2 separate regions of the Danio rerio genome follow, and region 2 is linked to region 1. Evidence: chromatin contacts called from public Hi-C data. All regions are on one chromosome and are shown on one strand. The core of a region is the stretch at or near the end of the contact, and the rest is flanking DNA. Distances in the headings are between cores, read along the strand shown.

Region 1 (6,773 bases), core at 2,685-5,184:
AATTTCCTTTTTTTAAAAAGCATGACATAAACAGTTTTCTGCTTCCATCATGCTAGTGCTCTGTCACATGATGGATATAAATAACTAAGCAACCACAAAAAGGAAAGAAGGTAGCTTACAGGGCTGTTTACTTCTAGGAGTCTGCACCAGCTGAGCAACTGCCATAGAAATAACCTTATAATGTTAAAGCATATAAGGTCTTTTTTATTGCTGCTGCTGCTGCTGCTGTTGCTTTTTAATTGAATGCCACTTTAATAACCACAATTATTAATTGGTGAATAATGAACAATATCAACTGAATTTAAACACACAAATTAAATTTATTTATCTTTAATAATGTTTAATTTGTTTAATTTTAGCCCATATAAATAGTTTCTAACCACTTAGTCTTAAAAAATCAGTGCAGGTCTTTATATAGTCCTGTTTTTGATTTTTATTTGCAGTAAAATAATGGTTATTTTTTGAAATGCAATTGTAGACAATATCTTAAAATTATTTGTGTGCGAACTTATAACCAATGAGGTCAATCTTCGGCTGAAATGCGAGGCAAGTTCCCTCACGTGCGCTAACACGTCATTCTCAGTTAGTTGACCTACTAACGTGAGTGCACATGTGGACAGATTCTGTCAACGTAGGTACTGTATTGTGAGAATGTGTCCCACTTTGTCGTGTCGTTATCTCTACCTGCGGGCCGGAGGCACTAGAGAGCATTTACTGACCGCAGACAAAGAGGGAATTTGACGGGCCGGTGCTCGGAGCTCATCCATGCACGCGGGAGCAGATGACAACAAATGCGCATTGTGTCGTGAAAGCACCTGAGCGCTGCGATAGATAGCGGTCACCGGACACTGTGAAGACTTCATCAGCTCAGCCGTGCCTTTCTTAATCCCATTATTTACACAAGGTTGAATGCTCTTTAAAGAGGATAAGAGGAACTGTTCATTACAGCTTCTGTGGGTTCAGTTATAGGCTTAGGTGTTGATTGATTATAGATTTTCGACACAAGTGTCGGGTTGCGACATATATAGCCTTCTTAGTTGAAGACAGAATTATTACCCCCGTTTTATTTCACCCAAATTTCTTTTTAACGGAGGGAAAAAATTGTCCAACACATTTCTAAACAAAATAGTTTTATTAACTCATTTCTAATAAACTGATTTATTTTTGCCATGATGACAGTAAATGTCTGACTAGATTTTTTTTTCAAGACACTTCTAGCTTAAAGTGACAAGCTTAATTAGGTAGGTTAACTAAGCATGTTATGGTAATTGGGCAAGTTATTGTATAACGATGGTTTGTTCTGTAGACTAGCGAATAAAAATATAGCTTAAAGGGGCTAATAATTTTGACCTTAAAATGGCTTTCAAAAAATTAAAAACAGCTTTTATTCTAGCCTAAATAAAACAAATAAGACTTTCTCCGGAAGAAAAAATATTATCAGACATACTGTAAAAATGTCCTTGCTCTGTTAAACATCATTTGGGAAATATTTTAAAAAGAAAATAAAATTCATAGGGGGGCTAATAATTCTGACTTCAGCTATGTATATATATTTGAAATAAAAATATATAGGCTATTGCAATTAATAGTATAAGTAACTTACTGTTGTTACTTGTCATGTTATGGCATTAAAACGACAATAAGCATAAAAAATAGTTTTTGAAAGTATTGAAATAATTAAATAATAAATACTAAAATTAAATCTTTTAAAACTTTAGAGTTTTTGAAGCGGTGATCTCTGGCTTGTTTCATTGTGGGCCACAAGGTGGCAGAAGAGAATAAATTAAGAAGACTGAAAAAGGAATTCTCATCTCATGTTCACCAAACACACTTTAGTTCACTTTTATGTCAATATTCAGCTTTATTTGTCATATGTAAAGATACCATCTTATACGTTAAACATATAAGTATACTTTTTCTTATAAAATGTTCCTTATGGATCAATAAGTTACTTTTGGCTTTAGGAACTGAATGGAATGCTGTCTTTATTTCAGTGTAGAAATGTTTTTTTTTTTTTTTTTATCACTTGTCAGAAGTCCTAAATCACATGAAGTTCCTTTTATGGACACTACTGTTTTGAAAAGAAGTCCCTTCTGCTCAGCAAGGCTGCAATAAAATATTGAATGAAATAATGTAAATAAAAAAGAAAGAAATATAATAACTTTTTATTATTTAAAATCTAATCACAATTATTCAAATAGAAAGCATCTAGTCTTCGCTGACCTTTCAGAAATTATTAAAATGCTCATTTAGTGCTTTTTGAATTATTATTACATTTTATTATTATCATTAATATTCAAAACAGCTATGCTACTTTATTTAATTATTGATTTATTTATTGCAGAATGCACTGTATATTACAATTAAAAACCTTTAAGTAAATCGTTTAAACCCTAAACGACACCTTAAATTTATTGAAATCGACTTAAAGTCAGTAAACACAAAATGTAAACTCTGTTCCTCCAACTCTGGTCTTTTAACAGTCCCCTCTACTCGTCTGCACTCTATACCTTTTCTTTTCCTTGGCTCCGAGGCTCTGCAACTCTCTCCCCTATGACATTAGACACGCTGAATCTTTTAGATTGTTTAAATCATCATTGAAAACACAAAACTTTACACTCGCCTATGCACTTTTACCAGTTTATTATCTGTTTCTAGATTTTTAATGTTTTATCTAATTTGAATGTTTCTATTGTACTGCTACTCTAAGCAGTTCTTATATCTGTATCTTTTTTGTGTAAAGCACTTTGAGAACTAAGTTTTAAAAGTGCTATATAAAAGTACATTATTATTATTTTCTTTTCAGTTATTTCTTAAAAAAAACATTTATTTGTGATTATTTTCTAAAGCTTTAACAAAACATTTAGGACAATCAAGGTTGTAATTTTTTCCCTTTTATTGAACCTTAATAAATTAACAAACTTTTATATTGAAAATACAATTTTGACAGGAATGGTTAAAAATACAGCAAAATGGAAAATAATAATAATAAATACAAAGAATACAATTATAATAATATTTGAAAAATAAAAAAATAAACGTTACAGTATTCTTATTATTTAAAAAAATATATTTTTCCAATAAATGTTGTCAGTTTGATCTTCCTATAAATAATTTTCACAACATAAAGCAGACAATATAGTTTTCAGTATTGATGACAATAATAATAACCTGATCAAAATAAAACAGCCGTGCATGTTCCTCAGCAAATGATAATATTGGTATGATTTCTGAAAGATCATGTGACTCCAGAGACAGAAGTTAAGCTAAAAATGCAGCTTTTGTTTCATATTTTTTGACCTCACAGTACTACAAATGTCAAAATTATTCTGTATTAGTCTGAGATAAGCTTTTTTTACCTGTTTATATTTATTAATTCATTCAATAATTCATTTTCAGCTTAGTCCCTTTATTGGGGTTCCCTCAGCCATATGAACCACCAACTTATCCAGCACATTTTATGCAGCGGATGCCCTTCCAGCTGCAACCCATCTCAGGGAAACATCCATACACACCGACTCCCACACATATAACACGGCCAGTTTAGCTAAAGCAATTAATCTACAGCACATGTATTTGGACTGTGGGGGAAACTGGAGCACCTAGAGGAAACCCACGCGAACACTTGGAAAACACGCAAACTACACACAGAACTGCCAACTGACCAAGCAGAGGCTCGAACCAGCAATCTTCTTGCTGTAAAGCGATTGTGCTACCTACTGCACCACCGTGTCGATCCTATTTTAATTGATATTATTATTTATTATTTGCACAAAAGCTCTGTCTTTACGTTAAGATCTGAAACAGAAGAGATGAATGCAATCAGTGTTGTGTGACTCATGTGTGTCTGGCTGAGGTCCACATGAGCAGGATCTCAGTCAGCGGAGGACAGGCTGTGTTCTCCTCTTCCAGGCCTGAGGGGGAGGCTTGAGGGAAGGGTCTCAGACCACAGCCTTCCTCTTCATGATGAGTCACTTCTGAAGCATTAAAGGTCACCCAGGCAGGAATAGGATGAGTGTTATTTTTAGGTTAATAACACACCTCCATTGTCCTATCCAGTTGCAGAGATTTGGTATGACTGTGTAATAGAATCCCTCTTATCCGTTAAAGGGCTGAGCTTTTACTATAAATGATGCTTTTTGGATAAAGTTCGTAAATATTTGTAGGATAAGAGTATTGAGCTTAGTGAACTATCATCTCTGTTTTTTCTTCTTCTTTCTGTTAGCCACTGAACTCATACATCAGTTGAGCTTGCCATCAGCTTGCTATCAGCTTATCAGCTTTTCAGACAGACATGTGGCCTCCATATGTCACAAGATGTGAGGAATCGTGCTAATTAGTACAGTTAACAACACACTGGAATATGTGTTATTGTGCAATTGCTTCCTTAAGCGTGGTTTTCTAATTGATTTAACCCTTGAGTTATGGTTAAAAATGTATTCTTGTTTTACTCCAATTAAAATTTGGTGAAGTTTGATAATATTTAGAGATAAAATAAAATCACCTAATGAAAGGAGAAAACTTAGTTATTATAATAAAGGAGTTTTTACAGGCTGTTGATACATTTCCAGATTTTCCACAGTCATCAACAGTGTTGGGGAAAGTTACTTTAGAAAGTAATGCATTACAATATTGAGTTACTCCCCCCAAAATAACTAGTTGCTTTACTTAGTTACTTTTTATGGTAAGTAATGTGTTACGTTACTTTTGAGCATAGGGGTCATCTGGTGACACTTTTTGCGAAGAATTTAGTAGAAACATTATTTTGGAAGTATCATAACTAGAAACTTAATTTATCAAATAAGAAACTATACAGTTTTAACTTTTATTTAAAGCTCACAATGCAAATTCTATTAGATCCACTTATTTGGTAAACAAAGCAAGTCTCTCATATTATACATCTACTTAAAGACAGAGAATGTGACTTTACATACTGTATTGTAAATAAATCAAACGAACACTTTCATATAGTCAACAATATTACTGAAACTATTTAAAAGACTGAATAAATATAAATGTACACACATTTACACAACTAAATAAATACTCAATGATAGCCTAAAAATTTGCAGATTTCTGTGTGTGCAGATTTCGTGTGGTCCTATTTTGAGTAACGCTTTCTGACCTGGCTGAGTCTTGATCTCTCTCAAAACTTGCAGGGTTTTAGGTTTTTTCTTTTCTTATTTTTTATTTAAATAGAGGAGTTTTACAATTAAAAACACACATAATATACATTGTTTACCTTAAAAAAACACATAAAAAATGTATGTGGGGTAATGTTGTCTTCGAAGAACTTCCTGACACTATTCATGCTGTATATACAGATTAATGAAAGTTTAAAGCAATAGATTTGCTACTTTCATACTTTATGTCTTATTAAAAAGTGAAATCACTGTCCATTCAGAAATTTTCCTTTTCCTCCATGTGTTCAAAATAATGAGAATATTTCCATCGCAGATATGTAAGTCTCTGTCATCTTCGTTTCTGTCTGTTCTTGCATGCATTCTCTCATTGTGTGCGGGCTTCAACATGACTGTGTTCATTTTAATTCAGCAATTTAGTTTTTAAAAGCAAATTAATTCAACTAAATAGTAACTCACATTACATTTTTAAAAAAGTAACTCAAACATTATTACGTCATTTTTAAAACTAATGCGTTACTTTACACGTTATTCAGAAAAGTACTATTATTACGTAACTTGAGTTACTTGTAATGTGTTCCCCTCAACATTGGTTATCAACAACTCAAATAGTATATTCATATCTTATTAGGGAAAAAAATTGCTTGGGGGCTAATAATATTGACCTTAGCAGTTTATACAGATTTAAAGATATTTCTTTTAGATTTCAATTAGTTTAATTGTGTTTAGTATGAGCTGGTATTTAGTTTTAGTATTAAACTAAATTTAGGAATATAATAGTAAATACTGTGGAACATATAATTTATATATTATGTATTTATCACACAATGTTGAGAAAAAAAAATTGTGATTCATGTCTCTGAAGTTAGATGAAGTTTATTTATAAACTAATTTCAAGAGGATCACGGGCTTATGATTGCCAGCCCCAATTCAAGCTAATGTACGAACCACCAATCAGACAATTCCTAACTCAGTATAAATAATCAAAGCATCTTATCTTTTGCCATCTTCGTCTTGAAAAATCCCCCCTTCCACCCCTCTCCTCCTCTTTTTCCTCTATAAGGGGTTTTTCCTGGGTCCTCCGGTTTCCTCCCACAGTCCAAAACATGAGATATAAGTTAATTGACTAAACCAAATCAGAACCATATTCAAATTACACCAGCACCACACACTCATAGCAACCCTTAAGCAGCAGAAGGGGTGTGGGGTGGGATATACCTGAGCTCAAACTCCACTCTAACCCTGCAAATGGGAGGGAGCCCCTGGCTCGAGGATCTCATGAGCTCAGGGCTCTCTCCCTGGACAGCATGCCAAACTAGCTTATAACCAATCATCAGGTAAGTGTGAACTGTTGAAAGTGGGTTTAAATTTAAACATACATAAAAATGTAAACTAAATAGCCAAGTTAGGTCAATAGTAATCTAAAAGTAATCCAAAAGTAGTCTACAAATACTAATTATTTGTTTATATACTGTTTTTGTTATCACTACCTCTATACTACAGTTAAAATCAGAATTATTACCCCCCCCCCCCCTTTGATTTTTTTTTTCTTTTTAAATTTTTTTTCCAAATGATGTTTAACAGAGCAAGGAAATTTTCACAGCATGTCTGATAATATTTTTTCTTCTGAAA
Region 2 (5,969 bases), core at 1,957-4,456, 46 kb after region 1:
TATTCACATGGAATTGAGCTCACAAAATTACTGGAAGTCTGAATTTTAAGACCTGAAATTTAAGATTTTAAAGCCCCTCAAACAAAGGCCACAACAGTGCAGACAGTTTAAAAGTAGTAGAAGGTCCAGCCTCAGCACATTTACAGGCAGTGTTGTAAAATGTAGGCCATGAGGAGCAATCTTCACACTGAGGTGTGATGAATATATACACTTGGCTTTACCATTCATACCCAACCCATGCCAGTGCGCGCATACACACACACACACACACACACACACACACACACACACACACACACACACACACATACAAATTATATCTTTATGTGGACTTCCCATAACACTTTTTCTCAAAAAAGTCAAAATATTAACTGGGACATTTGGCCTCCACAAAGTTAGGAATACAAGGTACACACTCAGGCATAGTGATGAATGCTTTTCAAGTTCACACGTACCTTTATTATTTTTGATATATGGTATCAGTGTTTCTGTTGCATGTTCTGAGTCTGTTGCAGTTTTTTCCAACTGCTTATACATTTTCAAAACAGTGTCACCTAGGTAGTGCTGTCGCCTCACAGCAAGAAAGTCGCTGGGTCGCTGGTTCGAACCTCGGCTCAGTTGGTGTTTCTGTGTGGAGTTTGCATGTTCTCCCTGCCTTCGCGTGGGTTTCCTCCCAGTGCAACGGTTTCCCCCACAGTCCAAAGACATGTGAATTGGGTAGGCTAAATTGTCCGTAGTGTATGAGTGTGTGTGTGAATGTGTATGTGGATGTTTACCAGAGATGGGTTGCTGCTGGAAGGGCATCCGCTGCGTAAAAACTTGCTGGATAAGTTGGCGGTTCATTCCGCTGTGGCGACCCCGGATTAATAAAGGGACTAAGCCGACAAGAAAATGAATAAATGAATGAATGAAACAGTGTCACCTTTTTTCAAAACTGTACACACAATTCTCAAAATGCCTCAAATTGTAACACTGCATTCAAAATGCCATAAACACATATCAGAATGAAGCATTTGCATCAAATGGCAAACACGTCTTTCATAATAGAAAATGTTTGGATATACCATCCAAACACTGTTGTTCTAAATCTAAAGCTCTTCATTCTCTCATAGGCTTATATCTACACTTCAATATAACGTTCTACAGTTAAAATAGTGAGAGGAGTAACAGGTACACTGTAAACACCAATGACATGAAGAAACAAAAAATATTTATTAGGCCAAATATTACAGTAGCATACAACAAAACCATAAACATACTGTATGTAAAAGTAGATGTAAAGCATATGTAAAGCAAAAGTATATTCTTCAGAATGCAACAAATACAGGGTGTAAAGTCTAGGGGGGAAAGTGTCCTTTGCCTAGAGAAGCGTCATGTGGGCGTAAAGTTGGCCATCATATACTTTACAGGACCCGGCTGAGAAAAATTCCTCTATTTTTTCTAGAAGAATTTAGAATTTAGGATTTAGAAAAGGTGAATATGCAGTGTAGGCACAAATATGGCTTCTATGTAAATAGTTAAATATTTTCTATGTAAGCAGTAATTACACTGTAATTCAAAACTGTAATCAATTTCTGTTATTTTGTCTATTACAGTTAGTTGTAAGACATTGCAACCCCTACAAAACAATGTTTTTTGTTAAATATGACAGTATATAACAAAAAAACAAGATGCTACACTGTAAAAAATGACAAAACTTCTTGAGAACTGTTTTTATGCTACTTTAATTTATTTTAATAGGTTAATCAGGTTTAATGTAATTTTTTTCTCAGTTTGACTAAAGTAAGTTCAGATGACTTGAAGAGTTAATTTGATTCGACAAAAAAATAGGCTAATTTTACTAAAAACCAAAAGGGACTGAAAAGTCTGTTGCATCGAGTCATATATTGATGAACTGGTTGACAACTAATGGTGGACAACAAAGTATTGTAGTTGATTGTAATCTATCACATACTGACCTTTCTATCAAGCTTATTTGACATAACCCAGATATTTTTTTTTGACAAAGTTCATGTAATATTGTATTAACGTTTTCTAAACTAGCAAAGAAAATGATATTATGAGGAATTTTGAAGGTGTCTAAATAATTAATCACAATACCTTCCATCACCTATGGGTGGCAGTATTGGATCTGCAGCAGTGATTGTGTGAAACCAATATTCTTGCACAGCATGAATGAAGCTCTAACCATTTTAACTGTGATGAACATCTATCTATCTATCTATCTATCAGTCTATCTATCAGTCTATCTATCAGTCTATCTATCAGTCTATCTATCAATCTATCTATCTATCTATCTATCTATCTATCTATCTATCTATCTATCTATCTATCTATCTATCTATCTATCTATCTATCTATCTATCTATCTGTCTGTCTGTCTGTCTGTCTGTCTGTCTGTCTGTCTGTCTGTCTGTCTGTCTGTCTAAGATATTTGATATCTGTTTAATAATTCAATATAATATAATCAATATTGTCAATATTTACAGTATTAATTAAAAGTCAATTACATTACACAATCTATATTTAACATATTTATATTATTTAATAATTGTAAAACATTATAATATTTTATTAAATGTAATATAGACGCATATTACATCCACACTTAAAAACTCATATACATCAGCATAATAAACTATATAAAAGTATCATCATTCAATCATCTCAACTTACATCAAACTAACTAAAAATAATAAGTTAAAAAATTACTTTATAAGAAAGAAAGAAAGAACCCTGACTTAATCTGCTATTTACAAATAAATCTACTTGAGAAATGCTGAAAATGCCACAATATTATCAGTGCATATGCCACAGGTGCACTCCAACCGGCATCTACAGGGTTAACAACAATGAAACTATTCAGATTGGAATAAAGGAAGGAGGAAAAGTTCCCACACTTTGCCTCTATTTTGTTTCTCTCTTTCTTTTCTTTCTATTCTGAATAGTGCCAAGATAGGCTGATGTAAAGCCCAATGCCATGAATGAATGAAATAAGGGGAAGAAAAAAAAAAAAAAAAAACGGAGTAAATTGAACACACTTGACTTCAGTAACTCACCTGTTAGTAAAAGGTTTTGTTTTGTATTCATGAGTCTGCAGGCCCCTCCCTTAACTTGTGTGAGTTTCCCAGGTAAGGCTGTGTAAAGCGGCTGCTGTCACAGCACAGACAGAGGAGGAGAGCGACAGAAAGAGAAAGAAGGAGGAGAGTTCCCACCACCTTCATTCCCCGTTCTCACAGCAGCCCATTGGCCAGATCTTGCCTCATCGCTGTAACCTGAGCTGCCCAGAAATAAGGCAGGTGTCTAAAGACGCACACGTATAGACTCCGAGGTAAATAGGGCAAAAACATTTTATATATACATACATATATATATATATATATATATATATATATATATATATATATATATATATATATATATATATATATAAGAATTGAAAAAATTTTTCTTGTTTTAAACATCTAAATATGCAAATGAGAAATTATTTAAATGACAGTTTTCATTTATTCACCATTAACGTAAACCTATGAGTTTCTTTCTTCTTTTGAACACCAATGAAGATGTTTTGAAAAATGCTGGTAGCTGGCACCCATTCGCTTCCATAATATATTTTCCCTACCAATTTGTCACAGCAACCAGCATTGGTCAAAATTTCTTCTTTTGTGTTCAATAGAAGAAAGAAACTCATATAGGTTTAAAACCAAATCAGGGAGAGTACACGGTGAGGTCATTTTCATTTTTTTCATTTAATTACATACAGGCATGTGATATTTTGCATATTTTTCTACATATTTTAGTTAAAGGTTTTATGAGAGGTGACTGAGGCATCTTTTTTAAAACGTCAGGAAAAAAAAAAACAATTGTTTGCACTTTTTGTACAGCAGTTTGTTGTATAAAATCATGCAAAATGAATGAAATGTATGAAAATTCTAAATCTAAATATCAATATAAATAAAACTAAAGTTTAGTGCATTTAAGCTGAATTAGAGATTTATCAGTGAAAGGGAGAAATTGTATTAAAATTAAAATATAAAGAGATTTTTAGAAGGTGAAATTTTTAACAGCAATATCTAAATCCGGAATATTCATTGCATCTGGAAACAGATGAAACAACATTTTTGGATAAAGCCAATATCTCTTTTAATTACTATTGCTAAGAATCCATCATTTATTTTATCAACAATATGGGACTTTTACGCAATGGAAGGAAATGGGTGCACATACTTTAGGGGACCTTTTCGCTAATGGAAATCTAGCTTTATTTAATCAATTAAAACAGACATTTAAATTTAGATGTTTACTTATTAGGATACTACTTACATGCCCATACATCTTGATTGGATAGTACAACCCTTCAATCATTGACAAATGCCTTGACTGGTGTAAAGGTAGTAAAAAAGCATTATTAATAATTCATGAACAACTACAATCCGTTACTTCCCTCTCCACAAAATGTCTTAAAGAAGTGTGGGAGAAAGAATTGGGAGTGGAAATTTCAGAATAAATCAGGTTTAAAGGATATTAATAAACCAACCAACACTAATAAACAACAAACATAAATCATCAGATGCGGATCTATCTCACAGTTTTATTTTTTTGTTCTAAGATACAGAATTATTGGAATGGAATTTTTGAAGAGTTTTCAGAGGTGTTGAAGTTGCAATTACAACCGGATCCAATGCTTTTAATTCTCTGAACAAACACATTTGTGTCAAATAAACAAAAGAAATTGCTCTCATATTGTTATACTGCCAAAATGCTACTGCGACTGTTTTGAAAAAAGGAATCCCCTACATGTAAACTGTTGCTTGGAAGAAATTCCTCTATGTTACATTTGGAGCAGATTAGATACTATTTGAAAAGAAAACTAAAAAAATTTGTCAAAATTTTGAGTCCTTTTATCTGCTACCTTAAAAAAACCTTGTGGATTAATGCATCTCTTTTGTAATGTATTAATATGCTTCATCATCATGCTCTGTAGTTCAAACAGGCCTTTTTATTTCAATCTTTTTTATTGGTCTTTTTTATGACAATACAAATTAAATATTGAGAGGTAAACAGTAACGTATTGTCCATTATTAATCCCATCCCTTAACCTCTCATTCATTAACTCAACGAAACAATAAATAAATAAATAAATAAATAAATAAATAAATAAATAAATAAATAAATACCAAATTTAGAATATTAAATACATAGGAACATGACATCAGAATAACTGGATACAGATGGGAAAAATACAAATTATTCAAATTAATTAATTGGGTGTTTTTACTTTAAAAGTATGGCACGTCTGGATAAAATTGTGGTAAAGGCAAAAACCTTGCTGTCACATACTGTCAAATCAGGTCCAAGGGATACACCAAAGAGGGCTAGCAAAGGATCAGGTTGTACATTTAAGGGCTTTATTGAATGTATTAAAATTACCTGACCAGCAGTGGACATGTCCATAACACATGTAGATGGTCAGCAGGGGAATATTTCCAAGGATTACAAGAGCTCCTATCTAGAAAGAAATTAGCCAACTGAGCATTGGTTAAGTGAGCTCTAAATAATATTTTATACAGCATCAAACCATGTCTAGCACATAATGAAGAGGAATGCACCTGGGCTAAAATGTTATCCCATAGATCCTCCCATATCATTTATTAAATGATAAATATCTGAAATCAAATGTTTATGAGTGTCATTCAAATCAAGGAAATGATTTATATGCATTTCAGCGGGGCGGTTGGGTAAATAAGGGAACTGCTTCTGTATGAAATGTCTGATTTGGAAGAAGCAGAATCAAACAGGTCTTTTAAAACAAGTTGATTATGTGGGTGGGTTTTTTATTTATTATGATTTTGATATTGTTTATCCTATTTTTTTCCTTTTTATTTTCCTTTCTTTCTTTCTTTCTTTCTTTCTTTCTTTCTTTCTTTCTTTCTTTCTTTCTTTCTTTCTTTCTTTCTTTCTTTCTTTCT

What was found. A called contact is a pair of places that touch in the nucleus more often than the background predicts.
Region 2: a Hi-C map of an unstated tissue shows a contact between it and region 1, with 5 times the contacts expected there. The contact joins two enhancer-like sites. A contact is called at or near these places in 2 of 18 Hi-C or Micro-C datasets (caudal fin and an unstated tissue) and 1 of 4 datasets of contacts at active chromatin or transcription factors (caudal fin).

Annotation. Positions count from the first base shown.
Region 1 is chr23:26,211,552-26,218,324 of GRCz12tu, forward strand. No RefSeq gene overlaps it. Among named protein-coding and RNA genes, the nearest start is that of perm1a, 15 kb to the left of the region's middle. Within about 2 kb of position 3,935, at least 17 of the 62 cell types and tissues checked have an H3K27ac peak or open chromatin away from gene starts, as enhancers often do.
Region 2 is chr23:26,258,490-26,264,458 of GRCz12tu, forward strand. All of the region lies in intron 5 of LOC137489184 (a long non-coding RNA gene), which reads right to left. Among named protein-coding and RNA genes, the nearest start is that of perm1a, 62 kb to the left of the region's middle. Within about 2 kb of position 3,207, at least 20 of the 62 cell types and tissues checked have an H3K27ac peak or open chromatin away from gene starts, as enhancers often do.